Regions from separate parts of the Zea mays genome. Here region 2 is linked to region 1. A link is a contact called in public Hi-C data. All regions are on one chromosome and are shown on one strand. The core of a region is the stretch at or near the end of the contact, and the rest is flanking DNA. Distances in the headings are between cores, read along the strand shown. Region 1 holds the start of LOC100275567. Region 2 holds the start of LOC100280694 (pyrophosphate--fructose 6-phosphate 1-phosphotransferase).

Region 1 (5,464 bases), core at 1,860-4,359:
GTGAAATATCATACCAAGTTCGAGTATCTAAATAACATAACAAGCCAAATTCAGGGGTTGTGCGTACCAGGTGGCGCCCGACAGGTGTGGGGCGGCTCAAACATGATGTGTCACGTCGTCATTAAGTTTGAACAAAACCGGTTTTGACGTTTTTGCACAGATTGACAAAGTTTTAAGGACCCGTTTTTTCTGGTTTTCTAAGTTTAGGACCCAAGTCACATAGAGTGGCAAGTTTAAAGACCGCTGGTGCATTTTACTCTTACCAAAAGTCCAAAACTAAGATTACAAGTGGATTTTGAAAACTCTCGAAAATGCTCTAACACTAAGTTAATTAGTAAACATCTCTATTTTCATATGTCCCTCTCCCATATCTCTTTTGCCCCCTCCCCCACATCCCTCTCATAAATCTATGTGCTAGATCTGTATTTCTCCGTTTCTTTTGCATGTCGTTTTCCTTATTGGTTGGACTTCTTTTGTAGCAGTGATCTGGCAGCAGTATGCAAAGCATAATGTATCCAGCTTTGGCTTTTAAGGTCAGTGGGGCAACTGCACAAGCAGTTGCATGTCACTTTCCCTCCTTTGGTGTTTAAGGAATATATTGCGTATATTTTCAGGTTTGTTCAAATGTTCATATATATCCTCTTCAATATATGTGCGTTGCAGTGGTTTAATACTAATCTTGGTTTAAAATTTCGCACCAGAGCACTCCAACATAAATATATGGAGGGAAAAATACGGACATCCAAACAAGGCTTTCATAGTCCAATTATTATCCCAGCCAATAAAAGAGCAAAAAAGGAACTCTGTTAGCCAGATTCGATGCTTATCCTGATGCAAGAATAAAGTAGACAAATATAATTAAGGTATACTAGTAGAATATATTCTGAATCTAGTGGACTGGTACATAATAAATGCACATATATATGAACAAAAAATAGAATACTTTGTTATAGAATCGACTTTGACAACAAGTTGCTGAAGAGTGAAATACCTGAAGCAATACATTCCTTCCCCTAATGTTATTTATCTACACCCAGGGACCTCTTATTGATCTCCTGGTCTTTCTCAAACCCATATAGCTAATTAATTCTATGTACATCCTGCGTGCCGCCTATATTACAAGTCCACTTACACATACGCTAGCTAAGTTTCCCACTCAGCATATAGATAGATATTACAATCCTATGATGATTTATATAAAAACAAAATTCAGTACGTACTGTCAGGCTGATCAGCTCATGTTCAGTTCAGAAGTTCAGATGAGAAGGAACGCTGCATGAGGAAATTCCTGCTGCTGCTGATGGATGTACTTGAAGAAGAATCAAGACCCCTCCTGGAAGGCCACGGAGCGCGTGAGCGCAACGGGGTTCGCGTGAAGGAGCGGCGAGCTTGTCATCATGGCCTTCTTGGTGGCCTCGCCGCGCTTGGGCTCGAACACCGTCCCGAGCTGCTTGCTGTGCCCACCGGCGTGGTCGTCTGCTGCGTCCTGCTGCTTCGTCTGGTCGCCTTTGATCCCGACGAGGGACCAGATTGAGCTCCTGGCCACCTCGTCCACGTCGTCTATCCGGATGCTCTTGGGCGCCCACACCTTGGCGTTGCCGCCGTTTCTCCCATCGTCACCCTCCCGGTCCCGGGGGCGCTTGCCCAGCGCGTGGGATGATGAGTCGTCAGCTGCCCCGGATGACGAGACGACTGAAGGAGCACTGGTGGTGGTGGGCGACGACGACGACGACGGGTGCTGCACCGGCCATGGCAGGCTCCAAGCTCCGGGAACCATGCAGCCCCAGTAGGCCGGTGCGGCCGGGTAGATCGGAATCGCGATGCCCTGGGGGAAGTACGCCGCCGGAGCTGGGGCGCAGCTGTACGGCGGCCACACGGTTGCCCCGCTGCTGTTCATGCTTGCTGGGCCTGGGTGCTGCTGCACTGACCCGTCGTCTGCGTTTGCTGCAGCTTCGTCTACAGAAGACCTGCTGCCGTTGCCGTCCCTGCTGCTCGATCCTTCGCTGCAAGGGCGGCCCGCGTCGCCGGCGCTCCTGACCGGGGCCAGCTGGTGGCTCAGCTGCTCGGCGAGGTCCAGGTCCAAGCGGGCAGCAGGAGGCGCGCCGCCATGGCCCCCGAAGCTGAGCACCGTGGCGTTGGTCGCCCGGACCCTCTGGAAGAAGTGCGAGGCGGCGGCGTTCTTGTTCTTGCGGCGGCCGGCCCCCACGGGCACGTTGCGCATGGCGCCACCGGCCGTCCAGTACCGCTGGCAGTTCTTGCAGAAGTGGCGCGGCTGGTTGACGTTGTAGTTGTTGAAGTAGCAGAACTTGGTGTCCATGCTGTTGCAGCGCGGGCACGGCAGCACCTTGTCGGGCTTCTTCAGCTTCTCCCTCTGGCCGGCAGCATCGCCGTCGCCGTCGCCGTTGCAGGGCCTCTGTTGCGTCTCCGTGGGGTCCTCGGCGTCCACGACCTCCGGCTGCGGGGACGGGTCGGAGGTGTCCGTGTGCGCGGGCGCGGGCGCGGTCTCCAGGCCATGGGAATCCTGATCCTGCTCGGTCCACCTGTTGCTCTTGCTCTGCTGAAGATCCTAGTAGAAAGATAAAATTTCATTTGATCAGCTCCCGTACGTACATGTCGGAAAACAGTTGTAAAATTTGGGATTTCATACGCCTTAATTGCACACAAGGCTACAGATCTACCGGTTGTGTTGTATCATAAACAAGAGAAGTAAAACAATTAATTAAATGAACTGAAGACAGCAGGAAAACAATTAATTAACACAGCAAACAAGATTATTTATGTATAAAATCGTCCAACCTTGGCGTCGCCGCACTCCGGCACGGGGATGGTCATCCCGAAGAGCTTGATGAGAAAGTCCCCTCCTCCTGCTGCTGCTCCTCCTCCTCCGTGGCACTCGGCCACCATCTTCTTCTCACTCGGATCCAAACAAACAGAAAGCTCCGGGCCTGCTGCTTTCTTCTCTTCGGCAAGCTGCTGCAAGCCAACGACGAACGAAGCAGCACGCTAGGCAACAGACGGCCGAGCTCACTTCACTTGTAGCCGGAACCGGAAGAGACGAGGAGGCCGGCAAAAAAGGGCAAACAAACGAACGGATGATATCTGCTCTGGCCTGGCCGTGGGCGGCAGGGGAGGGTATAAGAGGGGAAGAAGGTGGGTGGGGGCCACGGCGAGGGGCGCACAGCCACAAGCTCGTCTTGTGGCCTCCGGGCTGCGTTATTTGATTCTCCTCCTCGCTCGCCCTTCGCCTTTTTCGCCCCGCGCGTCGCCGTCGTCGGACACCTGGCTGTGCCTTCCCACGCTGCCACGATCGTTTCCTCTTTCTCTTTTCTTTTTCTGCCCACAACCACAACACAACGTGCACTGCAGAGCGAGGACGTGTGTAGTGTAGGCAGCGGTTTCGCTAAAGCTCCCCCTAGGTTGTATATATGTTATAGCAGTTGTAATGCTATGGGAGCTGGAGGCGGTGAGTGAAAAATTAGTGGCCTCGTTAGATTGCTCACGGATAGTGATGCCACCTGTTTGGTTCACGGGTGCCACCTGTTTGGTTCCACCTGTTTGGTTCGAAGCCCGACACTATTTTAGCCCAGCACGAAATCGGCCCGACACAGTGGACATTGGGCTCGGGCCGGCCGGCACGGCGACCGTGCTGTGTTTGGGCTCCATGGTCGGCACGCCGTGCTCGGCCCGGGTCGGCACGCCATGCTCGGCCCGGCTCGACACGGGATAACAAGTGGCACGAAAGCCATCCCGACTCCCCTGCTCCCCCTCTGCATATACGCGGCACAGTCCACACCCGACTCCCCCGACACCCCCATACTCCCTCATTGCATCCGTTGTGGAAACCCTAAATCCCTCTCCCTCCTCTTCTGGCGGACGGTGAAATCGCCTCTCCAGGCTCAACTGCCCGACGACGGCGACGACCGACGCGTGATGGTTGCCAGCGACTGCTTGTTTGGACATCTATAATATCGAATCTCCTCTCTTTCCCCTCATCTCCTCTCATCCCCTTCCATACTCTCACATCCCGAACCCTAATCCCCATCCTAGCTTCCTCTTAGCCCAACGACGGTGCTCCTCCTCCTCGCGGTGGTGCTCGCAACCACTCGGGCGTCTCAAGTGCTCCTGCTACATAGGTGAGTTCTTACTCTTTGTATCGTGCTCCTCCTCCTCCTCGCATTGTTGTTCTTTTCCAGATCTTCTTGTTCTTTGTAGGTATCATTCTTGTGAAGGTGCCGCTTAGACGTCGAGGGACCAAAGTCGCTGAAGAGGAGCTGGACAGACAGTGGGGGTTTCGCTGGTCTAGCTTTCTATGGCATGGACGATGATATTGATCCGGCCGTTGTGGAGGAGGAGTACCGGCTCAAAGACCATAACGAATAAGAGGATGCTCTGGCCTTGTTTGGTGGCAGTGCTGCCATCAACATCGATGATGCCCCCCTCTTCCTTGTGTCGGTGGTCAGACAACCACAGGACACCGACCGGCACAAGCACTGCTACCACAAGTTCTAGTAAGCATCCTCCCAGATCTAAAGTGTGGAACGACTTTGATGAACTGACCCACATCGTCAATGGTAAGAGGGTAAGGTATGGCGATGTTTGCAGGTACTGTAAGGTTACTTTAAGTGGTAAATCTAGTTCTGGAACTGGTCACCTGCTTCGTCATAACTGCTCTGCTAAGAAAGAACAATAGTGTGTGGGTATAGTTCAATTCTTGCTTAAGTACAATTCTGATGGATCCTTGAAACATTGGGAGTATTCTCCTTCTGTTGCAAGGAATGAACTTTTGGTTAATAGCTAAAGAGGACCTACCTCTATGGTTTGGAGCGTATGATGCTTTTCAGGAGTACATTACTAATGCCCATAATCCTAAATTTATCAAATGTTCTAGACAAACCACTGCTAGAGACATGGTGAAGCTTATATAATGAGCGTGTGGTTAAATTGATCGAAACTTTTAAAACCTCTATTTTATTTGTTGCTCTTACATCTTACATTTGGAATGGTAAGGCTAAAGAGGGTTATCTATCTGTAGTTGCTCATTTTGTTAATTCCAATTGGGAGTTAGAAAAGAGATTGATTGGTCTTAGGTTAATTGATGAATCACATACTGGTAGAAATATTGTTGAACATATTGCAATAGTGGTTGATGAGTATTGCTTGAACAATAATTTTTTGCTATAACTCCTTAAAATGCTTCATCAAATATAACTGCTATGTCCTTTCTGAAACCATTGTTTTCTGGTTACCTTGGCCTTGTTTTTCCTGAACCATTTGATGAAAGTGCTTATGATTCTGATGATCCTCATGATTTGTCTACAATTTTTTTACATCAGCATTGTGCTTGCCACATAATTAACTTGATTGACAAGTCTTGTTTAACAATCTTAAAGCCTTATCTTGATGATTTTAGAAAAGCTATCAATTTTTTAAACTCTTCAAACCAAAGAATTGGTGCTTATAAGAG
Region 2 (5,464 bases), core at 1,328-3,827, 210 kb before region 1:
GAATTCAGATAAGCTACCTATTCATTACAATGAACGTTCGATTCAACATACCTCATCATGTATAGCATTAGCTCCAGCATGTGTTCCATTTCCACCAAGCACAAATAGCATATCAAGCCTCCTAGCCTGAATGTGCATTGTCGAAATTAAGTTGACGAATCTTTCAGTTAGTAATTATTGTAGACATATTTTCCAAAGTAACAGAAGGAAATACACTTGCCTGAATACTGTCAACAATGTCTGAAATGTTTGCACCACCGCGAGAGACTCCTAAGAAGCTACCACCAGCAAGATTGATATTTTGGACTACATGCCTAGAAAGCTGAATGAAGGAAAAAGAGTAAGTCCCTTCAACAGGTCTATCAACGTTTCCAGATTATAATGAAGTAGAAAAGAATCTTACTGGCACTTCTGATAAGTGATCCTCAAAAAATCCACGGAATCCATGCTGTATCCCAACAATGTTTTTCACCCCATATTTTTCAAGTGTAAGCACAATCTACAAGAGCACAAAATTGGTCAAATTCAAAGCTTAGAATGTTGTTCTCTAAATGCAATTTTAAGAAATTGGGTTCTAAACAATACAAGTTCCACACCAGTTCTAACCTACCTGCCGAATGACATCATTGAGACCTGGGCAGAGCCCACCACACGACACAATCCCAGCCTTCACATATTGAGGCTCAAAATATATTTGTTTGCGTGGACCAGCACGGTGCACCCTGGAAATGATAATCAGTTAGGTTAGGGAAATCAAAATGATTTCTATACTACAAAATTTGAATTCATGCAGTGGCACCACCATTGTTCAACCCAGCTACAATCAGGGTCAATGCAGTCAGCTCCAGCAGAAGTTGGTGAGGCAAACTTAATAACCTGAAGAAGCAATAAGTTTGTAAGGGTAATTTCTAATCCACCAATTGTTGTTTAGCAGACTAAACAAGTGAGCTTGCACACTTGACTATTTCCTATAAACTGAAAATGGCCTTTTTCTATTGAGAAGCCGTTCACGTTAAGTAGTATCACAAGCATCACTCAGCAAGATTGATCCAACATGGCCAAAAATCATCTTTTTCTGTGTTTTTTACATAGAGATCAAAACACTTGAAGATCAAGTCATAAATATATATTCACCGTATATTTATCTCCCAAGTGAAACAATTATATAAAAAGAATGTTGTGCTATATATAACTCAATGTAGAAAGAATTTTCTTGTGGACACGAAGGATGTCTCGGTAAATATATAATTCAATGCTAAACGCATACCTTCAAAAGTGCTCTGTCATCATCATTGACATAGCCGTTCCATGATCCTTGCATGGTACCATTCGCGTTCTCAAGAGGGGCTCTGTTGTAGACACAGTAACAATATTACACACATTAGACAAATTCTAATAGAAATTTTGGTCACAAATGATATAAATTAGGATTAGCATGAGACCAATCATAAGGAAAAGCAGAGGAAATATGTCACCTGCTCTTGAGAGAAAAAGTAGTTGGCCTCGGTTCCACATCAATTACATCTGTCAAGTGTGGCAAGCTGAAGCGCTTATCGAAATCCTCTTGAAACTGCGTCTTCCAGTCCGGATTCGAGAAGTCTAGTTGTGTCCGATCCACGGATACGGCTCTAGCAATCAACTGATCTGTCCTTTGTTTCCTGTCATATCCCACCCATCGCAATCTACTGCTGTTGGGTACTCCGAAACGGCATAAAACCTTGTGGCCTAGACTAATCGAACCAGCACCGCAGTCCATGGGCGCTACTGCCATTGCTTTGATTGATCAGTCCCGCATGCAAATATCCTGTGGAATAGGTTCCAGCTAGCTATCAGCCTATCAGTATGGGACAGAGGTATTCCTACTGTCTTACACTACATAGAACAAAGTTAGCTTGTACTGTTAAAAAGGCCGATGATACGAGCATCCAACAATATTGGAGACTGCGACTAAAGGTGTACAATTTTCCATTTGCATACTAGACCGCAGTGGGGGGAAATCATGATACGGCAGACCAAAGCCACCTCTCTTTTGCAGAGAGAAAAGGCAAGGGAAAAAAATAGGGATCGATCCCCTTCCCAATAGAAGGGCCAACCAATAGAACAAAATTCTACAATCAGTGTCATTGCCTGCCGCAAGCTCACAAAACAATCACAACAATCGCACCCAAAAACGATCAAACCAGCCGGCCGCATCAGCAAATCGAACCGGACAGAACGGGTAAGAGCACCACTGATCAGGAAACTCACCTCTCTCCGCGCCTCAAACCAGATTCGCCGGAGATGCCTGGCTGCGGCCTGCGGCACAGGCACGTGGTCAAGGTGATCGATGGACAGAGGGGACGGGGCCGAGGGGTTTGTTGTTATACGGCTCAGAAGCGGAAGGACGCGGCGGCGTCTCCGCCGCCTCCTCGATGTCTCCGTCCTGGTGTCTTGGAAACCTGTAGATTTTGTTTGTTCCTGGAACAATAAGGGATGAAAGCGCAGACTTACGACGAGGATGGATCGGCCGGTTGGCGCCGAGAAATTGTTGCCGAGATATGACGGGGTGGTGCAAGGAAGGCGGAAAAGTCGGGGCGCTGACTGCCATGCGGCTCATGTGTTTCCGCCAGGCGCCATGTCCACGCACGGCACGGGGTCTCCTTTTCGGCCACTTTTTTTTTTCTTTCTTTGGTCCAATTCATGTGGTCGTCCGTTGGACCGGTGTGTTGATGCAGTCCGGCCATCGGAAGGGCCGAGTTTTTCACGGGTATCCCGTTCATAACTATAATAATCTATCCATTCTAAAAATGCATAACTCAAATCTCAAAAACTAATTAAAGCCTACTAGTTAAGTGCTCTTACATTACTACAGTTTTTTATATATCACATAGATCTTATTTAAATTTAATAGTTGTTTAAACACGTTCCAAACTTTTATAATAATTTGTGCTTTGTTTCAAACTTTTATAATAATTTATGCTTTGTTTGAATTGTTCATTAAAATATATTTTATATGACGAATGAGAAACCATAATTCTAATACTTGCGTCGTTTCCCGTGAGGTGACTCATGCAGCAACAATCCCTAATGAATGTTGCCCCTTCCTTGTCCCCTCTCCGCCTTATCGCCACTAGGGTAAGCAGTTGAAAATCCCAGCCGGCTTACGAGAATAGTAGCGGCAGGTCCTCACGTGACCTACCACGATTTAGCCTGGCCCAAAAACGATTCAGCGTGGCCTGATCACCATGTCGTGCGTAGGACTAAGGTGTGACACGATGAGCTAAGCCAAACATGACTTGGTTTATTTTTCCTCTATTTTATAAAAAATATTCCTTTATCCTATAAAATAAGACATATTTTTTTTGAGAAATCTTTTAGATTGGAACTTTGACCATTAATTCTTTTTAAATATAACATCAACAAATACAAATTGAGCATCATATTAAAATATTTTTAATACAAATTTAAATATGTAACATGCATACACTAGAAATATATGTTTTTTTGTTGAATTGTTGATCAAAGTTTTAAAACGTTGACTTTTATAAAAACATACACGCCTTATTTTACCATTTAAATGTATGTGCTCTCATATACCCATCTGGCTGTGGAGAGCCAGGAGAGGAGGTGACGTATGGAGAAACTCATATAGAAGTAGATATAGAGATATTTGGATTGCAGCACCCGAGTCAATCCATCCCTCATGAGTCCATGCTGCTGAGAATAGCGTTGCCACGCGGTTTTTGACGGAATGGACATTGCTGAGAAGATACAGTGTCATGCAATTGAGTATGGTGTCATCATGCTAATTGAAGTTTTGTATGTTGTGCGTTAAGCTAAGACTGCAACGGCTAGCTTGGATATCCGATCCACTTTTCTTAGAGTTGTGGTCGTCTTTTACAGAATATTTTGATTTCTTTAGAGCAACTTCAAAAAGTTAGCTAAAAAGACTAGCCAAATTTACTGATTTAGCTACTCTCTAAAATAGATTTTAGAGAAAAAGTATATGCTAATCTAACAGACTCGGTAAATCTACGGACTGAGTAGAGAGTGAAGCAGGGTATCCAAAATTGGAGAGCGAAAATAGAGAAATAGAGAACCACTAAATTTGAAGTGTCGTTTACAAGTCTATTGGATATAATTTTTTTTTAATATTAGCTAAATTTAACTTTACAAAACCATATATCTAGTCTCTTGGAGTTGCTCTTAGACGTCTCAGTTTGACCACTTATCTATAGTATGTGATAGAGGCTGGTAAGACGGTGATCATCTACACTGATATCTCCAATACACTTTCAAAACCGTTTGTAAATAAACCCTCTTGCCACGATTAACAACTCTCTATGAGTTATAAAATTAAGACTATTAAATCACATAATAAAAATTTCTGTTAAAAATAGATGTTTCATTTGAATTTATTCTATATTATATGACAATTTCGAAAACAACTATATAAACCTTTTGACTGAAACTATATAAAACTCTCAACAGTGGAGGGAGAAAATACACTCACAATTGGTAGCTACTCAAATGTAATATGCTTTTTCCATGCTTATTTTTTTCTACAAAGATAAATTTGTGACCACACTTCTTGGCTTGGCTAGTCGTTAGTGGCGGAACACCCATTATAGCTTACTATGGCTAGAGCCATACTAAAAAACATGTTTGGTGTAGTGGTAAGTGCATACTACTGGTAATTAATAGGTTCCAAGTTCTGTTCAATAGGGTCAGGATTGCAGGAATAGGGCTGAGGCGACCAGACGGTGGAGGGGGAGTCATCAGCGGACTAGGGGATACTCCGGCGAGCAATCGCGTGCGACTAGGAGCATACCAGGGGAAATTAGGGGTAGGGTTAGATCAGTTACCTTGAGAGAAGGCTCAGGGGCTCACGAACGGTGTCCGGGGCATGGCGAGGACACGGGTCGACGACGACGAGGCAGAGAGAGAATTTGTGAGCGTGGACCGAAAGAAATAGAGGGGGAGGGAGCGAACCGAGGGGTGTCCCGGGTCATAGGTGACGAGGCGAAGCTCACCGAGGCAACAGACACGGTGAGGGCTCGACGGCGACCGCAGAACGGGCACAAGACCACGGCGAATGGCGGCAGAGCTCCCTAGGTGTGCGCGTGGTGCGAGGCGAGTGTTGAGGGCTGCGAGTGCATGAGTGTGGGGGAAGGAGAGCAAGTGGGGCATTGGGCAGCTAGAAAGGGGTCGGGGTGGGGATGGGTGCGGCCTTGGCAGGCGTCATGGGTGCGGAGTCCACAACAATGCGCGGGTGGTGCGAGGGCGGTTTAGGAGAGAAGGGTCCGACAGACGGGACCCATGGGTCAGCGAGAGCGGGCGAGCGAACGGGCGGCCGGGCTGACGAGCGGGGCCCGCGGGACAGCGAGAGAAGGTGCACGAGCACGGAGGAGATTGACACCGACAAGTCGGCCCCACTGGGCAGCGAGAGGGAGAGAGAGAAGAGAGAGCGGGCGCAGGACGACGC

What was found. Hi-C and Micro-C count contacts between places; a contact is called where the count stands out from the background.
Region 2: a contact with region 1 is called in a Hi-C map of endosperm, with 4 times the contacts expected there. The contact joins the promoter of LOC100280694 here to the promoter of LOC100275567 in region 1. A contact is called at or near these places in 6 of 25 Hi-C or Micro-C datasets (bundle sheath, ear, endosperm and 2 more).

The regions. Positions count from the first base shown.
Region 1 is chr1:248,389,357-248,394,820 of Zm-B73-REFERENCE-NAM-5.0, reverse strand. It overlaps LOC100275567, which reads right to left and starts at 3,109. Exons shown (of 2, transcript NM_001371655.1): 1 at 2,797-3,109; 2 at 925-2,566. The coding sequence starts at 2,904. The coding sequence ends at 1,322.
Region 2 is chr1:248,595,058-248,600,521 of Zm-B73-REFERENCE-NAM-5.0, reverse strand. It overlaps LOC100280694 (pyrophosphate--fructose 6-phosphate 1-phosphotransferase), which reads right to left and starts at 2,577. Exons shown (of 14, transcript NM_001153613.2): 1 at 2,248-2,577; 2 at 1,476-1,804; 3 at 1,268-1,349; 4 at 803-876; 5 at 611-722; 6 at 404-499; 7 at 221-322; 8 at 52-126. The coding sequence starts at 1,771.